3 separate regions of the Zea mays genome follow, and all the other regions are linked to region 1. A link is a contact called in public Hi-C data. All regions are on one chromosome and are shown on one strand. The core of a region is the stretch at or near the end of the contact, and the rest is flanking DNA. Distances in the headings are between cores, read along the strand shown. Region 1 has its middle 72 kb from the start of LOC103626850. Region 2 holds the start of LOC103626849 (copper-transporting ATPase HMA4). Region 3 holds the start of LOC103626853 (outer envelope protein 80, chloroplastic).

Region 1 (3,421 bases), core at 542-3,041:
GCTTAGGGAACTTGAGCCTGCTAGAGCTTCAGTCATGGTGTCCGGCGAGACTGAATGTGATGAGTGTGCTCTACACATGTCGAACATCACAACCTTGCACACTAAGTATGCCACCTTGCTAGATGAGTGCGATGAGTTGAGATCTAGGTCTAGCTTGTTAGGTTCGTGTACGGCTTGTCCTGGCTTGTAGATTGAGCTAGCAGAGAGAGATGCTAGGATAGCCTTGCTTGAGAAGGCTAGCTCAGTGAGTGCCCCTATACCTATGCAGTGTGCACTTTGTGAGGGTTTGTAGTATGCTCTTGAGTCCTACAGACATGACAAGACTCGAATTGAGGAAGAAAACACATACCTATGCAATTGGACATGGTTGTCAGTTAGTTCAAGAGGGGAACTGGCGGACCGGGGTTAGGCTTTGCTGCTAAGGATGGGAGTGTTGCGTGTTTTGGAAAGATTGGTGAGTGGAGTGGATTGAAACCATTAGAGAAACCTTTAGCCACTCCCAAGATCATCAAAATTACCCCACCTAAGCCTACCACACCTGTGAGAGATGGTGTGATTGAGAAGCCTGTGAGAGACCCTCCTTAAAAACAAATGTGGATTCTAAAACCTAACCATCACAGGAACATACTTGACACCCTTTCTGATATCTCTAGTGATTCCCTTCCTAGAGCCCCTCAACTGTCCAAAAGGAGAGCCCCCACCCACAACAAATTCCACCTAAGAGGGATGTGAGGTTCCATTGTGAGTATTGTGAGAGGGATGGGCATTTGGCTGCGTTTTTCTTTAGGAGAAAGAGAGATGACCGGCTAGTTTCTGAGTCGAGTAGAAAGAACATGGACCACCCTTCTCATGGTGTTCATGATCCTCCTGTTCAGATACGTCCTGCGAGGCCTAGAGGTGCTTTGCCACTTGCTGCTAGGCCTCAGGTGGTGAGGCCACGTGGTGGTCATGCCCGGCGGGGTGCTGGTCATGTGCCATATGGCCAAGGACCCCTTGGCAGTGGCTTTGGTTCTTACTTCCCCAGCGGATAACAATTTCCTTGTTGTGGTGATCGCTTCCCTTCTAGACCAGGGATGTGTGGTGTTTTTCCTAACACTTTTTATGGGCAGATGCCACAACACGGATATTATTCTCAGTATCCTAACCACAGTGATGTGCCATTAGCTTACCCCTTGTCTTTCTATTGATGCAGGTGTAACACCTCAAAACCCTATTGTTGTAATCTAGTACAACTCTCTAAAGGATTTGAACTAAAATATCTTTTAATAAGAATTTTCTTACTTTCAAAGACATATTTCCCAAATTGAATTTCTTTTCTAATAAAAGATCAAATGAATAAAATACTAAGTGAATTAAGTTAACCCTTGTTTACCTATACGTTTAAAATTACTCTTTAAAAAGATTTAAGTTAAATCATATCTTGATAAAGACTATACAATAGAAATTATTTTTTTCTAAAATAAACCATTTTTGTGAGAATTGCATATCTCGAAGCATTTGCTTAAAAGGGATAATAAATAAATAAAATAATAAAATATTGCATTCATGCTGGAGTTTTGCTTGAGCATTTTTCTTAATTTAGAAACTCAGACTTGAATTCCACTTGAATTTGAAACTGAGAACTAAAAGAAGGAAAACAGGAAATAGAAAAGAGAAGCGCTCCTTTGCTACCTAGGCCGAGTTCTGCATTTCGGCCCATTTCTCCCACAACCGCAAACGCCAGCCCAAATCCCGCACGCCAGCCGGCCCAGTTCTCCTCCTCGTTTTCTTTTTCCCTGCGAGAATGACATGTGGGCCCTTGTGGTCGGATCCATCTTCATCCCCTGGTGGTCATGGATTCTGGCGCGCGCAGCCCCGCTGGCCAGCCCCTTCCCCGACCTTCACTACACGCTGACGCGTGGGACTCGCTAACCCGCCAGTTAGCCGCGCGCTTGGGCATCATCGCGAGCCACTGTTGGGTGGGACCACCTCGTCAGGCTTATATTCCCCCACCCGAAACAAACTTCATGGTAAATGCGCGCGCAGACTCAACGGAGGTTGTTGGGCGCCAACAATCACCATGGCCAGCCAAGGTCGCACTGCCATGCTCCCTATAAATGCTGCCCGAAGTTGCCACTGTCTTCTCCACCCACCTCGGCCCTACCTGTTCTGTCTCGATGAGACCGTAGCGCAAGAGAGAGAGAGAGAGAGAGAGAGCAAGAAAATCCACCAACGATGTCCCTCACCTTCTCGATCGTTCAAAATCCACAGAACGATCTGGGAGCATCACGTTGAGGTATGGGACAATGGAGGTGTTGTTGCTTGGCGAGAAGATCCACCCAAGCACCAGGGTTTTCTGGTAGAAGACCGAACTCCGCTGCGGATCTACAGCACTGCGTGGACAACATCGCCCCATCGATTTTCAATAAGACGCTTGTTGTTTGAGTCAACATGCTCCGAACAATGTTATGCACCTTTCTTTTGCGAGTTTGTGCACTATGTTAGCGTATCGGCATACGCCCAAATTTTGCTACTTCTAGCTGCTTGTTTATCGTAGATCAAACTACATGAGTTCCATGTGAATAATTTTGATGGTGCTACTACAATATTTTAATGACTTCATATCAGCACACAAAAAATTACAGTGTTATCGTGTTGTCTGTCCATTCACTAAACACATTATATTCCTTTTTCCCTAGGAGCGAGCCGCTTTGGCTGCTGCCTCATATCCTCATCGTTATGTTGAGAAGCGAAAACCAATTCTTGATCCATAGGTAACTACAGTGACAAATCCATGTTAGATGTCATATGACGATTTGTTTGACAAATAGGTTGTATAAGTTATTTATGTGTGCTAATTTGGCCTTATTTATGGGAAGAAAAGGGAGCCTTTCAAAATCTGAAGATTAACTCCTTGGCCACATCTTGTACCAAATTATGCCCGACCCCACCCATTTTATGTGCAACAATACAACGAATGCTTTCTGCGCATCTACTGGCTACGTGATGATAAACATTTCATGAAACTGTTGCTGCTTTGTGAGAGCAAAAAACAGTTGTAAATGGAGTTTTTTCAGTCTGGTCTAGATCCTAGGAAGTGTTCATCTTCAGCATCGTCTATGAGAGATGTAAATGCTTTCAGAATAGGGAAAAAGAGTTGATGATTTCTGAAATTTTGTGTTGGCGTGTTAATCATGTTGACGTGTTTATGCATCACTGTATCAATGCACACCATGGCTAGAGGCTGTGTTTTTTCTTCTTCCATATACTATCCTATGTGAGAAAAGCTTTCATTCTAGGTTCCTATGAATCTCATGGTTGTGGTGTTTGTTTAGTAGCTATGGTTACAGCAAGGGCCTTGCTTGTTCCAACCCTCAAACAAAGCTCCAACGGGTAACATGGTGAAAGACGCTATGAGCATAGAATGACAATTAGTCCTTTA
Region 2 (3,421 bases), core at 612-3,111, 180 kb before region 1:
ATGCGTAGTCTGCACACAGCAATTTCTTGTTCTTGAAGTTCATCAACCTCAAAGTTGAGGTCCTCAATAGCTTCTTTTATGGTTCTTGCCTGAGAAATAAGAATCACAAGTTCACAACAGAAGAAATATGGAAAATAATACCTCAACTGTCACTACTTCATGATATTAATAAACTAAGGAAATTACGACGGCAGCAAAAATAGGCAGGTAAAAGTTATTTATTCAGTTGTGAACCCCAATTGCTAACAATCTTCCTGGCATGGCAAGCACAAATACAGATATTTATAGTGAGCTTCCCATGATTTAGTATCTTGTTATCACAAAATTGGCCCACACAAAAAAAAGATCCATGCTATTCTAAAATGAAAAAAAGGAGCATAAATAGCAAGGCCATGGGCTCATGATAATCTTACATCAGTTTCCTCTGGCCTGTACTGAACCACGGCCTGGCCCTGAAGTGAGGAGACCTGGATGCTCTCCACCCCGTTCAAGCCGGCCACAACGGTCTCAATCGACACGGCACAAGAAGCGCAGGAGATGCCCCGGACACTGAACAGGACCTTCCTCGTCTTCCTCTCCTTCCTTGGAGACGCCCCAGCAGGAGAGGCGCCAGATGTCGTCGGCAGAAGCGGGTCCTTGAGGTGGCTCTCGCCATTCCGCTCCATGCCTGTGGCTGAATTGAAACGCCAAAGATCAACTGCATGTTAGATGTCAGAAGTAGCTGAACACAATCGCTTAGTAGTAGCTCAGTAGCACTATCTGCAATGCAGCACGCCAACACCCCAACCATTGTCATGGTAAATTGCTAATTCAGGAATCATACTTCACCCGCTGACGAAATCTAGGGTCATCATGACACCATCTAGCAACACTAGCGGAGACATGGAACCACAGCTGACGCACATAACTCGCCAACGCCGTACGACACCACGACAGCGAGGGTTCCCTCATTTAGGGGGTGTTTGGTTACACTCCGCTAAAATTTAGCTCATGTCCCATCGAATGTTTGAACCTCCGTTCCGGGTATTAAATGTAGTCGGATTATAAAACTAATTTGTCAGCCGAATATTAAAAGACGAGACGAATCTAGTCTAGTTGGTTAGGTGTATATTTCATACTCCTATTTAAAAGTCAAACGCTTGATGTGATCCGGACTAAACTTTAGCAGGAGCAACCAAACACCCCCTTAATTCTCAGAACGATAGAGAATACAGGAGCTGAAATGACAGCTTTCAGCTTGTGCAGCAAAGGTAACGAGAAACCCGCGCACGCATCGACCGCGGATCAATCAGCCAGCGCTGCGAGTCCACGACCGCGAGAGGCGACGAAAGGAAAACAGACCAGAGAAGACGGGTGGAACAAACGCAAACCTGTGATCATTCAATTGAACCAGAAGCCTGTGGACGAGGCGGCGGAAGCACACGAGCCGGCGCAGGAGGGCGCCCCACCTCGGTCCCGGACGACTGCGGCCGCGGCGAGAAGCTCTCGGCCCCCGGACCCCGCCTGCTGTAGTAGTCTCCCTGTTCCCGCGGCGGGGCGCCTGCCCGGGGTGTGGGGATTTTGAGTTGAAAGAGGAGGGATTGGCAGGTGCCTTGGCGGGCGTAGTGGCATCAGACTATAATAAAGGCGACGCGGAGCAGGGAGCGCGGCGTGAAGCAGGCGGTGGCGGGGTGGAGACGGCGAGGTCGCCTCGCCCTAGCGCGTGCGGCGGTTTGTTTGTTTCTTTCTTTCTTTGTTTACATTTGTTATATATAATAATAAATTTCGTGGGGATTCGGCGTGAATTTGGATGGGAACGCGACGGGTTTTTGTCAGATGCCTTTTGAAATCCCGCACGAGTTTGGTTTGATTTTGGGTTCTTGAGTGCGCGCTCGCTTTCTCCGCCCCTCATTTTTGTCTTGGCTTCCCTCCTCGCCGCGTTTCTAGAGTTTTCCATTCCGCATTGTATGCGGAACTTGAATGATTAGACCAATTGTTGGATTCTAAATTCGAATTGGGACGTCATGAGCGAACGTAGTGGGTTCCGAGATTCAAAACTTGTCGAGAACCAGTGCTGACTTTTTGAACGCGAACCATTTCGTGGGCGGCATCGTTTCGGCCGGCAAAACAAGACAAATAAAAAACACTTTGCGCCTGTGTACTATGTATTATTGTACGAGAAAAAATTATTGTTTATGACTGCGACTTTGATGATCCCGACGTCTAACAGCGTTTATCGTATGTTTTCTGGTAGGGGTATGTTGAGGTTGACTCCATCTCCATCCGGCTGGACAGTTGTGCATCTTCTAATAACTGTAATTAGTTACTCCTTTTCAGATCGGACTTTTGGACCATGTTGATGTTCTTGGTGTGACGGCTTGGCCCTCCGTCCAAAGAAAAACATAAAACTGTGTTTTCAACGAATTAATCAATCTTCAAATAGATTTATATTATACAAACGTATTATGTAATCAGTATAATGATTGTTAATAATGCACAGTACTTATTTATGTCATCGATACAATTTGAGGGCATTAAGTCTTGACAGAGGAGGTTTATATATTTTAAAGGAGACATCCCGTCCACATATCAGATTCAGAAACATCCTTAGTTTTCTTCCCCTTGTTGGCACGTGAATTGGTGCTGGCAGATGCTTTCTTGGTTACTTGCACCTCACCTTCTCTACTGCACTCGAGAATTCAAAACCATCCATAAGACGTGTAAATCAACACAATATAGAGCAAAATTATAGTTGTGAACCAATTTTTTTAGATGAAACATAAGCCAACGCATTTTCTTGGTTCTCTACAAATGATGGTTCAGATTCTAGTTCTTATTATGCATCCAAAATCTGAGGAGTAAAGACGCACAACACAGTTCAACAAAAAATAGCTAACCAGCAAGACTCTATGTTCATATTTGTAGTCATTTTGGATTTGGGGTAGGCCTTCGTCATGAACAGATTGACCCAGCCCAGTACAAATGTACTTAGGATAGATGCAGGGTTCATGTTCAGTTTAGATAGGATGGATTTTCTAAAGCTATATATACATGACCTGACGACCGGCTCCAGATCAAGATGAATTTATAGAGCTAGAGCTCCACCAAACGATTTGACTTACAATCAACTAGGGTTCAAGCTTAGTCCTCCCACCGCCAAACAGAAGGTCGTTTCCATGACAATAAATTGCATGCGACGTAGATAAAAGCATGACGTGGCAGGAGTGGTTGAGAGGTCGGAGGGAGGGAGAAAGAAAGCACGAAAGGATTTCGCATGCGAACTATTTCAGAGCTTTAGCACTTTAGCATCGAGGACGAGCACTAGTTCTAGTTTCCTTACATGATTCCCACTTCCCACCAATGCGCTACTGAGGCATCAGGGCTCCGATGTAGGGGGTGTTTGGTTTGAGGAATCACTCCATCCAAAATGTGGTGATGCATC
Region 3 (3,421 bases), core at 609-3,108, 140 kb after region 1:
ATATGTATATCCATTCGGCACAGTGTAAGTTTCGCAAGCACAAGATAACACACATGCAAGCAAGAGCATGCTACGACCACCTATATGTGTCCTGTAGATTCACAAACTAGGCTAGTAGCAAGGCCTCGGACAGCACATGCTAGGCTCCTACTAGTCTAGAGAGATGGATAGAGAGAGAGACTAGAGACCAAATCATCGAGTTAGGATAAGCAAAAAATTCTCAAACTAGCAAATAGTTCTAAACCGAAGAGGCAAAAAAATTACAAGCCACAGGGCTTAGAAACTACTACCTCCATTTTCTTTTATTTGACCCGGCAAACGTCAAATAAAAAAGACCAAAGAGAGTACGAAACAAGATATTCCATACAACCATCTAATACCATAATCACCAAATAAAAGATCAAAAAGTTGCGACCAAATAAACAAGATCACATGGCTAGAAATTAAGTTTGAGATTGAGACTCTGTGGAGAGAGCTTTCTCATCTATGAATATCATTAAAATTGGGTTGCGTAATAAGACAGGAGATGAATGGCTTAACCATCGTATGATTTCCTTCAAGTCGCGTTCTTAATATGATTTCCTTTAAGGTTCTGGAGTAAGAAGCACTGATGTTGATGTTGACATGATACATTTGGAAAGAGCTACATCATAACTTGTATGTCATCTTTAACATCTATGACAACATTGTTTCGACGTACAATTTTTCTTTATATGTTATTATTAAAGTTTATGATCGTTTCGGTCGGCCCGGGTCTTAGCCAATTTCTGGGTCCGCCACTGGCCTTGATGATACCCCTAATTATGGTCCCCGACAAGATTGTACTATTCGCAGAGTGAAGTTTGAATATAGGTATGGGTATATGTAAGTTGCTCGCGATAGCCTAAGAACTATGGGCTGAGAACGAAAAGTTAGAACTTGGATGCGAGCGGATGAACAAGGATGAGAAGAGCAAAATGAAAATAGAACATTCATTTCAGAACCCTAGCGAAGGGGTAAAATGGGAATCTAGAGAAAGGAAGAGAAAGTGGTGTTCATACTACCAATCTGACGAGCGTGCTGACCTGGATACCAATCTAGCGAAGAATCAGCTTCGGAATATTATAATGGCGAATTTCTCGGTAACCGCATAGGAAGATCGAACGACTCATTTTGGCCTCCCACTATAGGTGTATATTCGGCTGGCCCGACCCAAGCCCGAAATGGCGCGGTCCATTTAAATTTCGGGTTGGTCTAGCTCGTTTGAATTTTGGGCCGTGTCGGGTCGGCTCACGGACGGACACGTAATTGTTTAAACGTGCCGGACTCATTTTGAGCGGCTCGAAATTATAAAAAGCCCGAAATTCAAATTTTGGCCCAAATTTACATGAGAGCCCGAAATTTACACCTGAGCCCAAAATTCAAAACAAATTTAATAAAAAAAAAGTTAAGACAAATAAATTTGACCAAAAGCAAACTTAATATTTGTATTAAATTACTAGAGCTATGCAATGACAACCTCGTTTAAAAATATTTTGTTAGAAGAAAAAAAGAGTATAATCAGCTCTATACAAAGTTCGTAAGTTTATTCGTTATCTAATGTTCATAACAAAAGTAAAATTATATCACATACTATAATGCAAAGCTAAAAACATGTAAATAACATCATCTATAGCTTCGTTTTTTTATCAAGTACATGAAAATTAGAATGAAGTATGATTTTAATAAATATATGGATATTTTCGTGACTCTATATGGACTATTTCGTGTCTGCCTTAAACAGTACGTGTTCGTACGTATCCATGGCCTACGATTTTAGCCCAAATCTAGTCCGATATTACATATTTTTGTACCGGGCCGTGTTTTTTTTTTCTGCCTCGGATCGGAATGTACACCTACACTCTCGATACGCTCCCACAACCAGTCAGCCACCATCTGCTCCGCATCCTCCTCCGGCGCCCATGGCGGAGGAAACCCTCGCGCCCTCGTCCTCGTACTCGGTCTCGTCGGCAAAGCCCTAAACCCTAGTCGACCTCCATTTCGGAACCCTAGCCTTCCCGCGCCGCCGCCATGGTCCGCAGTTGCGATGTCCGTTTTGTCTCCTCCGGTGTCAAGCTCCCGTGCGAGTCCACCTCCGCGCTGGCCCCGTCCCCGTCCCCGTCTCCGGCACCCGCGCTCCTCTCCGCAGCGCTCCCGTTCGCGCACATCGGCCGCGCCATCGATGCCGCCGCCCGCCGCCTGGGCTCCTGCCTCCCACGCGTCCCTGTTGCGCGGGCCGACCCGGCTCCGTCCCCGCCACGGCGGCACGGCAAGGACGGCGGAGGGCCCGAGGAGCGGGTGCTGATCAGCGAGGTCGCGGTGCGGGGAAAGGACGGGGAGCCCCTGGAGCTGCCCGAGCTGGAGGCCGCGGCCGCCGCGGCGCTGCGCGCGTGCCGCCCCAACGCCGCGCTCACCGTGCGGGAGGTGCAGGAGGACGTGCACCGCATCGTCGAGAGCGGACTCTTCCGATCGTGTATGCCCGTCGCTGTCGACACCCGCGATGGCATTCGCCTCGTCTTTGAGGTCCTTCTATCCTCTTGTTGTCCCCTCTTCCTTTCTTTATTTCCGGAGCTAATGAATGCACAATTTCGTTTCTTCTTTTGGTTTCAGGTGGAGCCGAACCAAGACTTCCATGGGCTGGTATGCGAGGGCGCCAACATGCTACCGTCCAAGTTCATGGAAGATGCATTTCGCGATCGCCATGGTAAACATGTACTCCCTCGTTCACAAATAATGTTTTATTTGTCAACGGATTATGTGCACTGTTGTCGGCACGACCCATTGAATCTTTGGAGTTACAATGCGCAGGAAAAATTATTAACATTAGGCATCTGGATCAAGTGATCAAGTCTGTTAACAGATGGTATCAGGAGCGTGGCCTAACTGGGTTGGTAGGTAATCTGAATTTGTGTTTCCCTGTCACATAGTTGCTTGTGCTAGCTCCTAGGATACCTCATATGTGCACCACACAGAAACCAAGATGAAACTGAAACAATTGGTACTCTGAACCAGAAAACTAAGGTGATAAAGACAGAAAGAAGGGAACAATGAGAATACAGACATGCCTAGTGCGCGCGGATATTGACATACAAAATAGGAACATAGGTAAATTGATTGAAAAGTTGAATGAAATTTGACGTAAACAAAAAAACTTAGGTGAAGGAGAAGATTGTGGACGAAGCTGATTAGGGATTTCCTGATTCCGTTATAGATGAAACCCTGCAAACAAATCAGAATACTCCAGTCGAGAGAGGTGGAGAAGATTGAGGATTAATCTGGTTTTGGGATTTCCTGAATTCAGTATGGTCAAATTCCGCAAACAAATTGGAGTACTCTGGTGAAGATCACAGGCATTAGGGGAAGATGGATGCAATGGGAGCACTGCCTCCTGCTTCATACTGGA

Evidence for each region. A called contact is a pair of places that touch in the nucleus more often than the background predicts.
Region 2: a contact with region 1 is called in a Hi-C map of tassel, with 3 times the contacts expected there. The contact joins the promoter of LOC103626849 here to the enhancer-like site in region 1. A contact is called at or near these places in 6 of 25 Hi-C or Micro-C datasets (ear, leaf and tassel).
Region 3: a Hi-C map of leaf shows a contact between it and region 1, with 6 times the contacts expected there. The contact joins the promoter of LOC103626853 here to the enhancer-like site in region 1. A contact is called at or near these places in 3 of 25 Hi-C or Micro-C datasets (ear and leaf).

What each region holds. Positions count from the first base shown.
Region 1 is chr5:124,258,505-124,261,925 of Zm-B73-REFERENCE-NAM-5.0, forward strand. No RefSeq gene overlaps it. Among protein-coding and RNA genes, the nearest start is that of LOC103626850, 72 kb to the left of the region's middle. Within about 2 kb of position 1,792, at least 15 of the 20 cell types and tissues checked have an H3K27ac peak or open chromatin away from gene starts, as enhancers often do. A contact at or near this core is called in ear, leaf and tassel, where this site is marked.
Region 2 is chr5:124,081,555-124,084,975 of Zm-B73-REFERENCE-NAM-5.0, forward strand. It overlaps LOC103626849 (copper-transporting ATPase HMA4), which reads right to left and starts at 1,862. Exons shown (of 9, transcript XM_008647210.4): 1 at 1,371-1,862; 2 at 414-673; 3 at 1-89. The coding sequence starts at 1,380.
Region 3 is chr5:124,402,624-124,406,044 of Zm-B73-REFERENCE-NAM-5.0, forward strand. It overlaps LOC103626853 (outer envelope protein 80, chloroplastic), which reads left to right and starts at 1,859. Exons shown (of 16, transcript XM_008647213.3): 1 at 1,859-2,541; 2 at 2,629-2,722; 3 at 2,827-2,909. The coding sequence starts at 2,050.